Linked DNA regions of Mus musculus: all the other regions are linked to region 2. A link is a contact called in public promoter capture Hi-C data. All regions are on one chromosome and are shown on one strand. Each heading gives the region's core, a stretch centred on a gene start, on an enhancer-like site or on the middle of the called end of the contact. The rest is flanking DNA. Distances are from core to core; before and after follow the strand shown. Region 1 overlaps Tti1 (TELO2 interacting protein 1). Region 2 holds the start of Snhg17 (small nucleolar RNA host gene 17). Region 3 holds the start of Tti1 (TELO2 interacting protein 1).

Region 1 (2,700 bases), core at 28-2,527, 360 kb after region 2:
TGCCTGCATGTGTATATGCCTACACGTGTGTACTCGGTAACTGAAGAGGCCAGGAGAGGGCGCTATATCTCCTAGCACTGAAGTTAGCTTGTGAGACACCATGTAGGTGCTGGGAATTAGACCTGGGCCTTCTAGAGGAACAGCCAGTGTTCATACCTACTGTGCCATCTCTGCCTCCTAAGTGCTGGGATGAAATGTGCCACTATCACTATGACCATCTTTAACTTTTTTTTTTTTAAGATTTGTTTGTTTTGGGCGGAGTAGGGAGTGGGGGTATGCATCACATACACGCAGTGTCCTCAGAAGCCAGAAAAGGGCGTCAGATCCCCTGGAACAGTTGTTACAGGTATCTGTAAGCTACCACGTTGTACTAACCCATGTCCTTTGGAAGAGCAGCCAGTGTGCTTACCTAATGAGCCATCTCTCCAGCCCTTCCTTTTAACCTTTTAATTGTGCAAGTTGACTTAATTGTCTCTTCTATATTTTGATCCTGATGTGCCACCATTAACATGGCACAATTTGTACCATGAAAAAAGCCAAACTTGGTAGGATCATACCTATAATCCCAGCTGCCAGGAAGCTCAAGCAGGAGGATCATAAATTCAAGGCGAGCCCGAGCTATATAGCAAGACCATGTCTAATCAATAAATAAATCCCTCAGCTGGACAGTTAATCATTGAATGAAAACATTGAGCTATATTCTGGTGCCTTTATCCAAAGAACATATCTCCAGTGCTGTTAATAGCCCCTGAGGCAGAGGAAAGGTCCTTGACCTCATTCTATCAGGTTAAAAGGACAAGATCATGAGAGTAACTTTCTTAGGAGAAGCGACTGGGACAAGGACTGTGCTCTACTCTGAGGTGACATTTATAGTGTTCACTCGTTCATTCATGAACATTCACAGACAGCATGAATGCTTGCTTCACTCATAAGGATGCCTGCTATATGTCAGAGGCTACACTAAGTAGTGAGGATACAGCAGTGAACAAGATAAACAAACTCAAGGAGCTTTCCTGCTACTGAGAGAAATGATAAACAAGTAATGAAAGCATAAGCAAGCTCAGGAAGCCGCTGATAAGCGCTTTGAAGGAAATGAAAACCTCATGCAAGGGAGAAACGGGAATAGGCTACTCTAAGTTGCATGGACAGGGAGGGCCTCTCTGGGAAGCGCCACTAAGGCTGTGACCTGAAGGCAGAGGAGGGAGCCAGGCTATATATGGCTGTAGTACTTTCTCTACGATTCTCAGAACACTATCAGCAGAGTGGTGTGAAGACTATTCACACTTGGGGAAGGCGTGTTTGGAGAAAATGTTGTAGAGAGTGTAACACGGTTAAACATGAACTAGAGCGATCCTACTGGGCACTAGGCCAAGAAAAGACATTGGATCTGGACTGCAGTCACTCAGAAACCATGACAAAGTGGCTGAGGCTAAAACACCCTAAAGAAGGGAAGGTTTGTCTGGCTTGTGGTTTCAGAGTCCAAAGTCAGCCTGCCGTGTTGCTTAGGGCCGTGATAAGGTAGGCGCATTTTGGTCAGGGCCACGGGTGAGAGAAGCAGTTCCTGTCATGGCAGGCAGGGCTTCCCCGGTAGACCTGCCGTCATTACTTCTTCCTCCCAGGTCCCAGCTCTTACAGTTGCCACCAGCTCTCAAATAGCACCATAGCTAAGGGACAAGGCCTTTGGGAGGCATTTCAGATCCTAACCCTAACTCCTGTCTGTGCTAAAAGTTATCAGCTGAGCAGCTGTGGACAAAACCCACACAGGGTTAGAGTGGCTTGGACCACCAACTAAGGCAGCTAACTACTTAGACATTACAGACTGGGGCCAGCTTCTGTGGCCCAGATGTCTCATCTCTGCTACAGTGGGAAACCAGATTTTATTTCATCTTAAAATTTAAACATTTTACAAAAAGGCTTAGGAAGCTGGAAGGATTTTTCAGTAGTTAAGAGCACTTTTGTTCTTGCAGAAGACTCAAATTCAACTCCTGTCACCCACATGGTGGGTCACAAACATCTGTAACTCCAGTCCCAGGGTAGCTGATACCCTCCTTACTAACGCAGGCACCCAAATGGTACACAGACACATGCACACAAGCAGTACACTCATAGACACAAAATAATATCAAAAAATTTAAAGCATTGGAAATGTGTCTTTTCAGGAGGTAGCACTTTTGGATTTTGGAATTTGAATTTTCTTAGAATTCTGATGTCTTTGGTAATCTGAAGGAGGAATGTCAAAACATCCTGTGTAGCACTTTGTAAGTAGAAGGTTGGGGTCCACATTACAGTAAGGAAATATGGACAGTTGAGGTGTCTGGGACATTGTCTGGGACATTGTGTGTTGGGGTGGGGGGGTGTAAAACAAAATTGGAGATGGATTTTCCACAAGTTTTGAAACAACTCAATATGTAATTGCATTTTGAGTAGTAAGTCATAAAATTAATGCTCACTCACAGATTACAGCAAACAGCACTTGATGCTAGCATTTCAGTTTGTCATCAGATGGCCTTTCTTTTAAGACGAGAATGGAAGTTGCTTTCAAAGAACTTCTGAAAAGTCATGATAGAACCAAGTACATGTATGTTTTAGGACACTGAGTTACTGAACATGCATGCTTCATCTGCATTGTCTAAAAAGCAGCAGGTGCCCCAGGGAAAGGAGACCCATGCACAGCAAGGATGAACCAGGAAGTCTTCCTGT
Region 2 (2,700 bases), core at 23-2,522:
CCAGCCCTAAAAAATATATATATATATATTTAATATATATTTAATATATATTTATATATATATTTAATATATATTATATATATATATATTAAATATACTTATTTAATATATTTAATATATAATACATATTTAATATATAATATATATTTAATATATATTTTAATAATATATATATATATTTTTTAATGGTTTTTTGAGACAGGGTTTCTCTGTATAGCTCTGGCTGTCCTGAAACTCACTTTGTAGACCAGGCTGGCCTCAAACTCAGAAATCTGCCTTCCTCTGCCTTCTAAGTGCTGGGATTAAAGGTGTGCGCCACCACGCCTGGCTTCCTTCCTTCCTTCCTTCCTTCCTTCCTTCCTTCCTTCCTTCCTTCCTTCCTTTCTTTCTTTCTTTCTTTCTTTCTTTCTTTCTTTCTTTCTTTTAATGCTATGCCTGCGAGTGTTTTGCCTGAAATACTATGTGTACCACTTTTACAGGCAGTGTTTACAATGTACAGAAGAGGGCGTCATATCCCCTAGAACTGGAGTTACAGACAAACATTAGGCTCTCTGTATGAGTACTGGGAATTGAACTCAGGTCCTCTGCAATTGCTTTAAGTCACTGAGCCATCTCTCCAGCCCAGACTATCTTTTGTCTTTAAGTCACCCTTAGAGGCGGAAGAGATGGCTGGCTCAGAGGTCATTTGGACTCTTTCAGTGGAGTTCCTTCTTCAGCCCCAAGGGCAGAGCTGCTGTACATAGGGCCAAGAGCCACATTTGGCCTAGGATCCAAGCAGAGTTTGGGAGTATGAAGACTTGGAAACACGTGAGCTCCTTCTCAAACATCTGTCTCTCATCTGTTACTTGGATCAGGACTTTTCTGGTTAAGGGAATCGTCCCATCGGCCTTATGATTTTTAGGTAGACTTTTAGCAAAGCATTCATTCTTTGCTCTCATCCCTTCCACATGCCAGTCTCAAGCCACTACTGACCTCGTGTGGTGGTGTTTAAAGTCATCATTTGTTCCTTTGTGACACCACTGAGCCATGTGCTGTGGAATCAGTAGTTTGTAAGAGAGGTCTGCTTCAGAACAAACAGAAAAAATACGGCAAACGAGAGACAGTTTCCTCCTAAAACGTATCATTGTTTAAAAAAAAAAAAAAATTAACTTAATATGTTCAAACAGTTGTTAGTCTCCTCTCCTCGTGGGGGCGCTGGAGGGCCCGCCGCTCGGAGATGCTGCTCTAGGCTGCAGCGTGCTTTGTCATTTGTTCTTCCGCCAGCGCCCATCGTGAAGACCACAGTTTCCTGTCGCGTGGATGTGTTTCCTCTCTGGCCATTGCCATCCGCCCAAATCTACAGACATCCCGCATGTTCCCGGGCTCGTCTCCCCAATACAGGGCACCAAGGTGAGTGCAAGGTGCATGGGCAGCGCCGTTTCCTCCATCAAGGAAACCGGGCTGCGGGCCGTCGGTGGGCGGCTGGTCTGCTGGGTCTAGAGGAGGGAGGGCCTCAAGCCGCGTGCTTTTCACCGTCTGAGTATCTGAAGCCTCAAAGCCATGTCTGTCGCCTACAAAAAGTGGGTCGGTGTTTACGACCTGTGTCCCATGTTTTTAGCATCCTACCAAGGCGAATCCATTGACCAGGATTTAAGTTGAGACTCCCCCAGGACCCCGGGTGCAGCATCTGGGTCCCCCTGCCCCGCCCTGCCTTGCGCCGCAGCCGCTTCCGTTGTCCTGCCAGGCTGTAGACTGCGCAGCCCTCCTGGAGACAGATGGAAGCTCCTTGGGTCGACAGATTACAGCTTCTGGAACCCCCTACTCCCTTCAACTCCGAGATGGACACCCACTGTCCAGGGAGAGGATGCCTGGGTAAGTGCTCTGCTATTCGGGAGCAACTTGAAGCCCGGGTGCCTGTAATTGGCCTTCCCATGGGTACCAGCAGAGGGGTGGTGTGGAGTTCTGATTACTACTTTTGAGGAGGTCGACAAAGCCACTGTGCAGAGAGAAGCTCGGTGAGGGCTCGAAATAACCAAGGGCAAGATTCTGGGGACAGTTCTGTTCCATGTTGCATAGTGGGGATTACAGAGGAAAGGGGGGGGTGTCTATGCTCCGTGGTTTGCTACCTGGCAGCTTTTGTGTTTGGGATTCTGGGTGCTTTCCCAGGTAACTGGGTGCTGTTCATGTGGCTCACCTGGGCTTATTGTATTTGCAGAAATAACAGCTGGGATCTACAGTGGCCAAAGAGTTGTCTCCGTCTTGCTACATCGACAAACTGGTGCTCCTGAGTGAGGATTGTGCCCTGGGATGGGGGATTCAGTTTCTTCATTTATAGTTGGAAGTGGGTGAAGGTGAGGTGAGGCTGGGTTCTTTGAGGTGTGCCTGCTTGTTGCTGTACCCACTTGGGATCTGTGTCTTGTGTGTCCTGTGTTCCCACTGTCGCTTCTGTACCCTTCTGCTTTACTCTGGTGGGTGGAGAGCAGAATGGAAAGGAGCCAGAAGATTTTGGGGGTCATATGCACCATCCAGATTTCAGCCACTGCTCTCTGCTGGCTTCCGGGCCTTGTCTGGTTCTTGATTTCCTCATCTGAAAAATGGGACTACCTCTGTGACATAAGAGTCCTGTCACCTCAGTTCTGCCAGCTGGGCAGGTTGCATTGATCTAAGACAGCAAGTGCTGAGCCTACTGCAGGTCTCGTGGCCAGTGCTTATTAGAACTGT
Region 3 (2,700 bases), core at 108-2,607, 330 kb after region 2:
ATAACATAAACTACCATCATCTCCATTTTCTATATAAGGAATAAAGGACATAGAGGTTAAACTGTTGGGTTCAGTGACAGATAGACTTAACTTCCAGACAGTAGCCAGAAACAACTTGCATCCAACACCGGGCCTGGCAAGAAACAGGTAGCGCTCGGGGAATATCGTGAGAGTCTGAATTTAGTGGCAAGGGCAGAAGGCTACCCAATTTACCATCCTGTTCTCAAGTCTATGGATAGTAACTAACACGGAGTCAAGGCTTTGGAAGTACAGGTAAGTTTGTATCCGTTTTACAGATTAGAATACACCGGCACAAGGATATGAAGAAACGTTCCCAGGATCACTTAGCTAGAACACGTTTGCACCAGGTCTTAATGTGGGCAGTCTGACCAGAGACGGCTGGATCGTATTCCAATTGCCCAACACGGGGCTCCCAGCTCCAAACACAGCCACGATTTAAAACAAAAACAAAAACAACTGTCGTAAGGTGTGAGGGGGAAGCCTGATGAGGGAAGGAGCTGAGTAACTTCAAGTCTGGGCATTTGCGCCCTTGGAACTTCAGACGAATCTCCCATACCTTACCGGGCCTCAGTTTCCCTCTCCAAGTCATAAAATAACACCGTTTCCAACCTCAGACCCTCCATCAGAGCCCCAGGCCTGCAAAACAAGGCTTAAGAAGCCACAGGGCTGCGGGAGAGTGGATGAGGGAACACAGCCATGGGAGAGCCGGGGTGCGGGTGATCACCTTTGCGGAGCTCGCGGTGCCACACGGAGACGATGGGTCCTGCGTGCTTGCGGTGGTGGATGAGCCACAGGGAGAGGGTCTGCACGCTCTGCTGAGAGTTGCTCAGCTCTGAGAGCTTCTTTTCCAGCGCCGATTCTGAGAAGGAGGACATGGTGGCGGTGGTGGGGAGCAGCCCGGGCCGCCCGATGAGACGGGGAAAGCGACCGCACTCGGCCCAGGCCTCCGCTGACAGGCTGCAGGGCTCTCCGCCGACTGACAGACAGCTCGGGGTACCAGGTGGGGGGAGGGGACAGGTCTCCGCAGTAACAGCCGCCCGCGCCGCCGCCACAAGATGGCCACCCGACCTCTCACCCCGCCGCCACGGGGGTCAAAGGGCAAGGGCCACAGCCGGGCGCCGAGAGGCTTCGGAGCCGGAGGAAAACGATCCTTAGGAGGCGGCAGTATCCTTGGTCCCTGACTTCTAGCCGGCCAGGCCGAGGGAACAAATCCAGGTCCTCGAACACCGAAAATGCGCTTTAACCGCTCGCGCCCGCGCGCCGGCGCAGTGAGCCTCACCGGAACCCTTTTTCCCGCTCCGCAGAACCTTTCTGGCGCGGCGCGACGCACTACTTAGTCGTCATTTCCGCCTAGGGTGCAGGAGGCGGGAGAGTGAGGGAAAGACTGGAAGACGAGGTAAGAGTGGCGGGAGTGTAAGGGAGCCCAGCCGCTTAGGAGCGTCCAGAAACGAATCCTTAGGACACACTGAGGCAGGAAGCGCGGGAGCTGGGTGTGGGAAGGGCCGCGTCGCTTTGGTGGCTGGCCTAGGCCACACCTCCCTCCGTGCCTGGGCCCCTCTCCCCAGCGCTCCTCTAGTTCCTTTAAAGACACGAACTCTTGGCAGGGCTCCCCACTTTGGTTCCTGTTCTGACTTCCGAAGTGATACCCCTTTTCTCACCTGGTGGAACTGCGCCGTCTACTGACCTCTACTGAGTCTGGCCCCACACACACACAACTTTTTTTTTGGAGGGGTGTGATGGCTCCAAGTGCTTGCTATGCAAGAATGAGGATTTGTGTTCCCATCATTAAAAAGCCCAAGTTGGTGGGCCAGGTCTGTAACTTCAGTGTTCTGGGGCTGAGACAGGAAGATCGCCGGAGCTTGCTAGATGCCTGCTTAACTCCAGGTTCAGTGAAAGACTCAGTCTCAAAAGAATAAGCTGGAGAGTGATTGAGCGGGACACCTGACGTCCTCTGTGCGTGCACCCCCCCCCCAACACACATACCTACAACTCCCTGACGTTGTTGAACTTATTAGATGTGAGTCCCCTCCCAGCCTAAAAGACATTCCTATAGTTGATGCCTGGTTTTCTTAACTTCTCTGTCCCTAATATACATGCTTTGACCCTTCTTCACCTGGAGTGCATCATGATCATAGCTAGTGTAGTTGAGAAGTTTCTATGTGCTAGACACTTTTCAAAGCTATGAGGTAAGTGTTATCGTCTCACGGTTTAACAACTGAGGAAACAGGTTACAGAGGTGTGGTGATCACATAAGTTTCAAGCTCACAGAGCTAAGATCTGAATGAAGAGAGTGTATCTAAGTGTGTCCCAGCATCTGGAATCAAAGCTGAATTCATAGCTGATTGAATTAACGCACAAGTCAACACCTTATAATGATATAGGGAGGCAGAGGCAGGTGGTTCTCCTGAGGGTTCCAGGCCAGCTTGGTCTGTGCAGTAAATTCCAGACCAGCTTTTAAGACCCCACCTTACAAAAAAGCTCGGGCTTTTGAGACCTCATCTAAATAGTTGCTGAGTACTGAGTAACTCATGTTCTGAGTACCCTTTGTACTAAGTCTATGTATCCAGATGTTACTATTTTAAATGTCAGTCCTTAACAACAGTGCTCTGGCACGGGGATTGCTATCACCATTTGATAATGAGAACACATGAGATTCGAGTGAGTTACCTGTCCAGAGCT

What was found. Promoter capture Hi-C pulls out the DNA fragments that hold promoters and counts their contacts.
Region 1: a promoter capture Hi-C map of liver shows a contact between it and region 2, with 2.3 times the contacts expected there. The contact joins the enhancer-like site here to the promoter of Snhg17 in region 2. A contact is called at or near these places in 7 of 39 promoter capture datasets (the 3T3-L1 cell line, 3T3-L1-derived adipocytes, HPC-7-derived erythroid cells and 2 more), 1 of 484 Hi-C or Micro-C datasets (the C2C12 cell line) and 1 of 9 other capture datasets (embryonic stem cells).
Region 3: a contact with region 2 is called in a promoter capture Hi-C map of neural stem cells. The contact joins the promoter of Tti1 here to the promoter of Snhg17 in region 2. A contact is called at or near these places in 7 of 39 promoter capture datasets (the 3T3-L1 cell line, the C10 cell line, HPC-7-derived erythroid cells and 4 more), 11 of 484 Hi-C or Micro-C datasets (CD4 T cells, CD8 T cells, the G1E-ER4 cell line and 2 more), 22 of 115 datasets of contacts at active chromatin or transcription factors (the 230-238 cell line, the NIH/3T3 cell line, the SCID.adh cell line and 14 more) and 4 of 9 other capture datasets (adipose tissue, embryonic stem cells, liver and 1 more).

What each region holds. Positions count from the first base shown.
Region 1 is chr2:158,003,223-158,005,922 of GRCm38.p6, reverse strand. The region is part of intron 2 of Tti1 (TELO2 interacting protein 1); the gene reads left to right. Among named protein-coding and RNA genes, the nearest start is that of Gm34402, 12 kb to the right of the region's middle. Within about 2 kb of position 1,277, at least 5 of the 459 cell types and tissues checked have an H3K27ac peak or open chromatin away from gene starts, as enhancers often do. A contact at or near this core is called in liver, where this site is marked.
Region 2 is chr2:158,360,094-158,362,793 of GRCm38.p6, reverse strand. Snhg17 (small nucleolar RNA host gene 17) reads left to right here and starts at 1,272. Exons shown (of 6, transcript NR_027887.1): 1 at 1,272-1,389; 2 at 1,724-1,851; 3 at 2,195-2,330. RefSeq lists a cis regulatory region at 1,064-1,340.
Region 3 is chr2:158,027,091-158,029,790 of GRCm38.p6, reverse strand. Tti1 (TELO2 interacting protein 1) reads left to right here and starts at 1,357. Exons shown (of 8, transcript NM_029282.2): 1 at 1,357-1,417. It overlaps Rprd1b (regulation of nuclear pre-mRNA domain containing 1B), which reads right to left and starts at 1,294. Exons shown (of 7, transcript NM_001291134.1): 1 at 746-1,294. The coding sequence starts at 896.